Linked DNA regions of Mus musculus: region 1 is linked to region 2. The links are chromatin contacts, called in public promoter capture Hi-C maps. All regions are on one chromosome and are shown on one strand. Each heading gives the region's core, a stretch centred on a gene start, on an enhancer-like site or on the middle of the called end of the contact. The rest is flanking DNA. Distances are from core to core; before and after follow the strand shown.

Evidence for each region. Promoter capture Hi-C pulls out the DNA fragments that hold promoters and counts their contacts.
Region 1: a promoter capture Hi-C map of the C10 cell line shows a contact between it and region 2, with 3 times the contacts expected there. The contact joins the promoter of Hoxa4 here to the enhancer-like site in region 2. A contact is called at or near these places in 5 of 39 promoter capture datasets (the C10 cell line, embryonic stem cells, hippocampal neurons and 1 more), 4 of 115 datasets of contacts at active chromatin or transcription factors (differentiating embryonic stem cells, neural tube, pancreatic cancer cells and 1 more) and 1 of 9 other capture datasets (embryonic stem cells).

Annotation. Positions count from the first base shown.
Region 1 is chr6:52,190,451-52,195,347 of GRCm38.p6, forward strand. Hoxa4 (homeobox A4) reads right to left here and starts at 1,253. Exons shown (of 2, transcript NM_008265.4): 1 at 728-1,253; 2 at 1-238. The coding sequence starts at 1,238. The region is part of intron 2 of Hoxa3 (homeobox A3); the gene reads right to left. LOC115490409 (a long non-coding RNA gene) reads left to right here. Exons shown (of 2, transcript NR_168044.1): 2 at 2,075-2,610.
Region 2 is chr6:51,684,080-51,688,992 of GRCm38.p6, forward strand. No RefSeq gene overlaps it. Among named protein-coding and RNA genes, the nearest start is that of Gm38811, 25 kb to the right of the region's middle. Within about 2 kb of position 2,337, at least 9 of the 459 cell types and tissues checked have an H3K27ac peak or open chromatin away from gene starts, as enhancers often do.

The sequences.
Region 1 (4,897 bases), core at 3-2,502, 510 kb after region 2:
TTGGAAGATCGCATCTTGGTGTTGGGAAGTTTGTGGTCTTTCTTCCACTTCATTCTCCGGTTCTGAAACCAGATCTTGACCTGGCGCTCCGACAAGCAGAGCGTGTGGGCGATCTCGATGCGGCGCCGCCGGGTCAGGTAGCGGTTAAAGTGGAATTCCTTCTCCAGTTCCAAGACTTGCTGCCGGGTATAGGCGGTTCGAGAGCGCTTAGGTTCGCCTCCGTTATAACTGGAGTTGACTGAACACCAGAACCCCGAAAGAGAAGGCCAAAGAGGAAGAAGTAGAAGAGGAGGAGGGGAGGAGAGAGGAGATAGGGTGGGGAAGAGCAATCGGACATCATCATTATATAATAACCTGACACCAAGTTCACACAAGATACATAAAAAGGCAAAGAAAATGTTTCACAGGCTATTGACAACGGGAAACACCCGAGAGCCATAAAGAATGGTGCTGGGCTTTGGGGCTGAAGAAAAGCTTCAAAGACACATGGCCGGGAGCCTCTGCCAGGGCAATTAAATTTATGGGGGCTATAATTACTGCCCTAACAGTTTGGCGTCTCGTAAATCTCAGGATAAAGGGACCCTGGGTACAAAAGGGTTCTCACGTTAGGACCAGGCTGCGGGCGGCGCGCACACACCCACAGCCAAAGCGCCGGCCAGATGGGGGTCCCCTCCCGCGCCCTGCCCCGCGCCCCCACGCCCGCTGCCCTCCCGGCGGCGCCACATACCGGCGCTCACGTGGATCTTCTTCATCCAGGGGTACACCACCGGCTCCTTGCCCTTCGGGCCCGCCGGGCCCTGGTCCGCCAGCAGCAGCGGGCACGCGGGGGCGCTGCCCCCCGTCGCGACAGCCGGGGTGGTGGGGCCGGGAGCGCAGTGCCGAGGGGGCGCGGGGGGCTGCGGGGCCGGGCTGGGGTGCGCGCCGGGGGCCGGGGACTGCTCGGGTCGCGCGGGGCTGGCCCCGCGGCAGGCGTAGGGACAGGCGGCGGCGGGCGCGGGGTACAGGCCCCCGGGGTAGCTGGGCTCGCGCGCCCGCGGCGCGTAGTAAGCGGGGGGCTGGCGGGCCGCGTGCGGGTTCGGGGCCGGCAGGTGCGGGGCGCTCTGGGGCCGCGGGTAGCCGGGACCCCCGCCCACGGCGCCGTCCCCACCGCCCGGGCCACCGTGCGGGGCGAACTCCTCGAAAGGAGGGAACTTGGGCTCGATGTAGTTGGAGTTTATCAAAAACGAGCTCATGGTCATTAATTTGTGAAGTGCAAAAATACTAATTTTTCTCGCGGTGTCGTTTTTCTGCGCTCGCCGAGGCCCCTCCCCCTCTCGCCGCGCTTCCCATCCCCCCCCCCCCCCCCCCCCGGCCCCGGCGCCCGCCCCTCCCCCCGCTGTCAAACGACTGCCCCTCCCCCTCCCGCCGTCGCCGCCGCCGAAGTCCGCGCCGCTCCTCCCCCGCCCGCGCGCGCTCCCCGTGGCCCTGCGCGCCCCGCCCCCGCGCCCCACGTGCTGCGATCCGGCCAATGGGAAATCCGCGCGCGCGGACCCGGATCAGGAAACGCGCGGGGGATGCGTGATGGATGCTGCTAGCCTTCAGGGTGGGAGAAGCGAGCTTGGGTTCCTCGGGCCCCCCAACTTGGGTTCCGGCTGAGAAGTTGGGGCCTGTTAGACTGCGGGTCCTTTCGAGCCCTGTTCCTGCCCACGTCTGTCCTAGGCCTCTGGGCAGCTGGTCGCCACGACTCAGCGCCGATCTCCAGTCCAACCAGGCTTCGGGTGGTCCTCCGAGGGTTCGAGGCCCTCCAGGAGAGGGAAGGGCACTGGGACCAAGAGGCAGACCCTGGCTTTTTATCCTAGCTCTGGAATAAAACGAAGGAGGCCTACGGACCCATTTTTCTCGCCCTTTGATTCTTTGTCCACGCCCTACACATCCACCCGGCTGTTAGGGAGTCCCTGCTTTGCGAAGCCAGGGCTGGAGCTGCACAGGGAGGATGGGTAGAAGGGCCGCTGAACAAGCGGGTCAAGGAAGTACAGCAAGCGAGGGCGATCCACTAAAACCTCGTGGATACTTATTTTTACTTTTTTTCTTTCAGACGCAGAATTTGTACATTATTTTTTCATTTAAAGACTTGGAACCTTCCTATATTGCAGTTGATGGAGGTGCTGAGGAGAGCTAAATGTGCCTCCTTTATTAGGCGCTATTGTGAGACCTCCACCCCAGAGTGGGAAGAGAGACGACGCCTGCACAAAACCCGGCTTCGAATCCAGTAACTTCGCGTTTCAGAACAATCACCAAACAAAAACAAGTTTGAGATACAATAAGACCCTGCCTGGTCTAATTGTCAATCGGTCTTTTCTAACTTTTCCCTCCCTTCTCCTTTTGGATGCTGTTTCCTCGTGCAGGATCTAAACCAAGGGCTATATTTACAGACCAGCCCGCGATTGCTGAAAAATTAGCATTTTAACGATATCAGTAGCTCTGGAAAGGAGAGAGAAGGGACTGTTGCCTGCCATTTGGTAATTGAAATTTGATGGGTAAACTAATTATGCCATTATTATTAACAAATAAATTACTTATTAATTCCACCTAATGTTGATCTTTGAAGTAAATACTGATGCCTCACTCGTACCTGGAATTGTGCTCTTTCTTTCTTCTGAATAGCAGACACGCCTAGATCCTTTGCATGATGGTAAAGCAGTGCAAACTATCACCGCCATTCTAAAAAATAACTCTCCTCTGGGTATGCAAAGCAGTTTCCGTTGGTGCACCTTGCTGATTTTTCAGAGAGCAGGATAGAACAACGGCCTTCTCAAACGCAGACCAGGAAAGTTATAACCCAAGCCTAGAGACACTTCAGAAAGAACATCCATTCTATCTTCATTCATATCTGTTACTCACTTGAGCTACTAAATACTGGGATATATCCTATTTGATAGATAGTCATTTAATGCTTAGACACATGAAGACTATTATTGAGACTAATCTTTAAAGTAATTTAGGGAAAGAGGTTAAAAAAAGGATCATGTTAGTTTCTTATTGAAATCATCCTGAAGTAGTACAAAGAGATTTTCCACACTGGGTGTCTGTGCTGGTAAAGAGAGCTGTCCACTGACAGGAAGCACCATGATTTTTTTTTTAAATGAAAATCTGAGCCATAGATGGAAACCAACAAAGATTCTAATCTCTAGATATCTTCTCTAGACTGGAGGAAGGAAATCTAGCCTGATGTGGCTACTTTAAACTGATATCTCTCTCTAGCAAGAAAATAGCAAGAAAATAGGTACACAAATGAGACAGGAGACATCTCTAACATTAGTAGCACACAGACAGACCATACAAATACACATGCACTGCATATCTGCATGTGTTCAGGTTGGATGAAAAGCTTGAGGAAATCTAGTCTGCTTCTGGTGTCACCAACCCTGAGCACTGGAGGAGTCCTAACCATGTCTGTTTAATATTATTTACAGAGTCTAAGACACAAAAATCCATGTTGTTTAGCCTCAGAATGGTCTACAGAGTTTCCACGTTTTAAGTATTAAGGAGGCACTGTTTTGTATACGGTTAAGCTAGAGGACTTAACTCTGTTTCCTGAGGTTCTATTAAGGAGGATGGGCTGACACAATCCCCCAAGGCCTGTAACACGTCTTTGAGCTCCTATCATAAACACAAACGGAGCCAGGACCACCAAGTGTTATCTCACACACCGACATTTTGACATTTTACTGCAAGATTTATGGCTGTAATAAACAATCTCAGTACCTTTCCTGAACCTTCCACAGCCTCCCTTTGCAAGCAAGCCATAGCAAAAATCCCATGGAATCAAATAATCATTTGGAAAAAAAACAGTAAACCTAAGAAGCATCTCTTGCCTTCAACATGAGATCCAAGACACCAAACGAAAGGTAGAAAGAAAGTAACTCAATTAGGAAAACAAGCCAAAGTTTACCACAGCAGCATCTTGCCTGGGGATGGGATGCCCTGAAATGGAGCAGAGAGGGAGCCTGCTAATCTTCGCACACCAACTGGCTCTAGTCCCAAGCGGGGTTGAAGCACTATTTTTTCCTTGGGAAACTGGTAAGCACAATTGTTCCTTTCCATGTGCAGGGATAGCATATATTCCCCAAATCGCTATCTTAAAACCCCATTAAGTGAAATAACTTTTCATCATGTCCTTGCATCCCAGATGGAGTCGAAGGGAGTCTGAGGGAGAGGGAGGGCGAGAAGGACCCAGTGTTTGCAGCCTGGTTTGAATCTGATTTGAATCATTTTGAATATATTTGGAACAGCCTTCCCACTTGAATGCAACCCTGTCCCAAGTTTCAAAGTGACCGAACAGTGACACCGTGTGCATTTTGTTTCTTATTAATCTTACACATTGACAGTCTTTGTTAAGTCACAGGCGCGCCCTCACCAGCCGACATTTTCATATTTGTTAGACGCGCTGACCTGAAGTTCACCTCGGCCTTGGACTTTGCGCTTCTAAAAGGTCTATACAGTGTCTTTTAGAGAGCTGGGTGCTTTGCCCAGGTCAGTCCTTCCCAGGAAAAACCAAGGGGAAAAGGCAAAGGAAATGTAAGCATTATGGGATGTATTGACTGTATTTGTCCTTTGTTCTTTAGCATGAGGGCCTCCGGGCTGTCCTCTATCTCAAACACTTCTCTAGACTGAATTGGGAAATGGCAGGATTTTAAACTGCCTGGTAGTGGCATGTAAGGGCTTCCTCCCACTTACACCAGGTTACGGAAAAACAACACTTGACCAGACCAATTTTTTACCAATTAATTTGTTTTGGGTGCAATTTCCTGGTGATGGTTTAAAATAACAATTAAGACCAGACATAGGACTAATATTCATTTTAGAATTATACATGAGTTTTTACCCAGGATTATCTATATTATCTAAAGATCAAAGT
Region 2 (4,913 bases), core at 1,087-3,586:
AGTGGGGGAGCAGTGGTCCCCACGTGCAGAAGGCCAGGTGTTGAGGTGGGCGGGGCCGAGAAAAAGATACATGTGATGGAGGGAGGGCAGGGGGTGAGGGCGGCTGCTGAGAACATGGTGAGGTAGAGGCTGGAAATCAGAGAGAGAGAGAGAAATGTGGGCAGTGGATAAGAAGCAAATGAAGTTTAAAGTGAGTTTAAATGCAAAGGTTCTAGTCTTTAAGAAGTGTAAATACCTCAGTCTTTACAAAAGCAGAAATAGCCCTTGGTCCCCGTTCCTATTTCCCCCATCAAATCACTTTTATCCCGCTCTACCCCGTTACCTTCCTCCTAACACGGTCTTTATAAACACTAAGCGAATTCAATGGAAAGAGATGAACAATTTTTAACTGTGTGCATCTTCTTTTCCAAATTCTCCAAGGATCCCCTTAAGTTAGAATTCAAACTCCAGCCAGGGTTCCTAGAGCTGTTGTCCCTGCACATACTAGCTGACTGTCCGCTGGTCCTCTGCAGAGGCCCCGCCCTCCTCCTGATGGGTTTTCCGTTCCAGCCAGCACCTGTGTAAGTCTTTGACCTGAGATCTCCACATCTTCTCCCCCCCCCCCCCGCTCCCCCCCCCCCCCCCCCCCCCCGCCGTCCTTTGCCTAAGCATCTGCCCTTCCTCTGATTTCTCCCTCCCCTGACAGCCCCGGCCTGCCTTCCTCAGCCTTTTTACGATGCTCCTGTAGCTAAACGGCCCTTTCACAGGGGTCACACATCAGATATCCTGCATACCACATATTTACCTCATGACTCATAACAGTGGCAAAATTACAGAGTTAAAGTAGCAACAGAATAACTTTATGGTTGGTGGTCACCACAACATGAGGAACTGTATTAAAGGGTTGGGGCGTTGGGAAAGTTGAGGACCACTGCACCAGGCAGAGTAGGCAGTGAACCCTGGTCTGTTTTCTGAGTGCTTTCCAGGGAGAGCTTGTTCCCTGCTTATGGTGGAAAGTTCTCCTTCCAGCATTAGATACTGCAAAATCTGCCACGATCCTCTCAAGACCCCCAAAGAAGGCAGGACTAGTAGTCTGTCCTCAGGCAGGCCCCAACTTCTGTCCTATGGTCCTGGCAATGCACATTTGCAAATCCCGTTATTTACAAAATGGACCCAGGTCAGAACAACCTGTGATTCTCCCCAGCCTCCCCTCTGCAGCTCTTCCAATGTTGCATGGGTTTAATGGGAGCTGAAGGCCTGCAAGGCAGGCTGGGTGTTGGTATTTCCTCCAGGAGAGTTGCTGGTGCAGGGAATCTTCCAACATCCTACAGCTGGCGGGGAGGTCACCGTATGGAGGCCTCTCTACCCCCTGGGTGGCATCAAATTGAGCCCCACACAGTTATTAGAGGCATAATGGGATTCATTTCAGCCAAGACTGCCTGGCTGGGACCAAGCTTATTTTAATTTTCAATGTTAATAAACTCGTGGCTAGTGCCTTCTCCAGGCCGATGTGTCCCACACACACCTCATTTCTCCTGCCCATTAGGCAATTACCAGCGGTGCCTCTGTTCCCAGCACCTCTTAACCATGGAGCAATTATGCTTATTTGGTGAAGGATGAGGGAGCTTGGGGGGGTAAATGCTGTGGTGTAGAACTTCCCTCCCACCATTATCAGGTGTGCTCTGTGCACCTCCCAGTGCTAAGAAAGGCAGGCTGAGACTCCCGTCTTTACAAAAGCAGAAATAGCCCTCGGTCCCCTCTTGAGTCCCTAGGCATGCCACCTACACCAGCCCCGGCTGCCTCATGCCTCCAGCTCTGCCCATTCAGCCTGGGAAATGAGCTGCTGCTGTCCTTCATTTATCTCGAAAAGGGGAAGTTTCCAATAGGTCTTAAGTGTGTGCTAATGCATCGCGAGTAATGATCCCTTTATTTACAGAGTTGTTTAATTCCTCACTTTTGTGCTCCTTGTGGATCTGAGTGGATTTTTCATTTACCAAGCTACTCCGTGATTTCCACAGCTCCTTAAACAACCCCGTCTTCTCCCACTTTCCTCTCAATCTGCTTGAAAGTGGAGCAAAGTGATTGCCCAAGGGCTTGGACTCAGCCACAAACTCTCCCTGGGTCTGAAGAATAGTTTTGTAGGAAGGGATAGTGAGGCAGGGTGTGTGTGCACCCTGAAGCCAGGACCAGAGTGTTAGCTCTGGACCAGGGAGCAAAGCCCTCACCCCAGGCCAGCACTGAGTTCCCCACTGCTCTGTGATGGCCTCACCCCACTCCATGGTCCTCCTCTGTCTGACCTGGTTACTCCCTAGTGCTTGTCTGTTTGTGCTCAGTGTCTCCAAGTCTCTGTCCTACTTGACAGGTTTTAATAACTTCCAACAACTTGTACCAACTTGTGCATAAAAGTCCTCTCAGCACACAGCAATTAGGGCCTCCTGGTTGAGAGATTTCCAAGCTGAAGTTTCACAGGGTTGGTGTGTCATGTTAGTGGTTTGCAACTGGTTAGTTTTTATTTATGTTGTGTGTGGGGGCGGGAGCAGGGGCACTTGAGTGCCGGGAACTTATGTGGAGGCCAGAGAAGGATTTCGGGCAGTCGGTTTCTCCTTGTGACCATGTGGGTCCTGCAGTTTAACTCCTGGTCAGGCTCAGTGGCTCAGCCTTTACCCACTGATCTATCTTTTTGTCTGCAGTTGTGTGTGTGGAGATAAGTTCTCAGTGTGTTGTAGAGGATGGTCTCAGCTGGGCTCTTTTACACTAGCCTCTGGGTAGTTGTGCTTATAGACACCCATTACCACACCTACATAGTAACTTGGTATTTTTCAGAGAAATAAAGAACGGCGCAGCCCAAGGAACATGAGAGAACACTGTGCTTGGTGACCTGGAGTTCTCTTTACTAGGGTCTTTCTTGAATTTGTTCTTTCTATAAATAACCACAGTCTCTAGTCTGTATAAAACTGTGATCTCAGGAGCAGATCTCAGTCGCCTGCTTCTGTCTCTGTCCGGTTGTAGACGAGTTTCCCACCCCTGGATTCAACCAGCCAGTGATCAAAGAAAACATGTATACCAAACATGTACAACTTTTTCTTATTATTTCCCATCAATCCAGTATAACAGCACATTTTATGCAGCATTTATCTTACAGTAGATGTAAGTAACCTAGAGATGATTTAGAGTACAAGATAGGATGCGTGCAGGCCATAGGAAAATGCATGACACCTTTTGCATAGGGAACCTGACTACCTACAGGTTTTGCGTATATAGGGTTCTGGAATGTGCCCTCGATGGACATCTCAGAACAGATACTCTTGCCCTGGCTCACAATACAAAATGTTTCTCTTGCCAAAAGGTGACTGTATGCCATTAGTTCCAGTGCTCCGGGAGGCAGAAGCAGGTGGATCTCTGTGAGTTAGAAACGGGCCTGATCTTCAGAACAAATTCATACACCAAAACCAACCAAACAAAACACCCAAAATGTATCTCTTACTCTACGTCCACATAAAGGATCTTGGGGAAACCCTGATGCGTTAGTTCCCGGCATAAGTCAGGACCCGTGCATCCCTGGACTATTTGGAGTCCTATTCCAGTCTCTAGTACTCTCAGTTGCACACTGCTTGCCCAAAAGGGTCCAGACAATGTGCTTTAAACATTGCTCCTGGAGTGAGGGCTTGAGAGATGGATGGCTCAGTAGCTAAGAACATCCCATATTCTTCCAGAGAACCCAGGGTGGGTTCCCAGCACCCTCATGGTAGCACACAACTGTCTGTAACTCCAAGTCTAGTGGATCTGACTTCCTTTCCTTACCTCCACCAGCACATACACGATACCCACGCATAGGTGCAAGCAAAGCCACATACACAGAAAACAGAACAAGCCAAACCAACTTTTTTCCAGCCCTCCTCCCTGGGGATGGTGCCCAGAGCCACATATCTGAAAGCAGGCAGCTGCAAGAGAAGCTTCGCATTGACTTAGGGGCATACATGAATATCAGGAGCTCCTGGTCAAAGATGATGGGCTTGAATCCTTTCAATTAAGCATTTGTGTGAAAACAGCCAGTGTCAGTAAGAAGCCACAGGCTGACAGACTACAACCAGTGTCGGTGGGAAGCTGCGGTGTGACAGGCTCCTCAGATTTTTTTCCTTTTATTGAAAATAGATTTTTTCCCTCACACAATATATCATGATTACACATTCCCTTCCTCTGCTTCTCTTACTTGCTCCTCAACTCTCTTCCACCAGATCCACTCCCTTCCCGTTCTTATCAGGAAAAACAAAACAAAATAAAACCAACCAACCAACCAACCAACCAACCAACCAAACAAACAAACAAACAAACAAACAAAAAACAAGAAAAGGCAGGCTTCTAAGGAATAATAATAATAAAATAAAATAAGCTATAGTAAGATAAAAAATACTAACACATTATAATAGGACAAAATAAACAGAAGGAAAAGAGCGAAGAAGAAGAAGAAGAAGAAGAAGAAGAAGAAGAAGAAGAAGAAGAAGGAGAAGGAGAAGGAGAAGGAGAAGGAGAAGGAGAAGGAGAAGGAGAAGGAGAAGGAGAAGGAGAAGGAGAAGAAGTAGAAGAGGAAGAATAAGAAGAAGAAGAAAGAAAGAAAAAACAAAAAGGCTCAAGAAGCCCATAAAGATTCATTCGCACAATCAGGAATACCATAAAAACATTAAACTGGAAGCCATTAAATAAACACAAAGGACTTTTAGGGAAAAAGAAAAAAGAAAAAAAAATTGAAATATAGATAAATAAAATAAAAACAAAAGTAAGAAACACACACACACACACACACACACACACACACACACTCAAACAGGACATTATGAGACAAGGAACCCAAGGATGCCTCTGAGCTCCTTCTCTGCTGGTAGCCACTGTTGGGCTGCTGGGCATGCAGCCTGCCCGTAAGAGTAATTTGTTTCCCC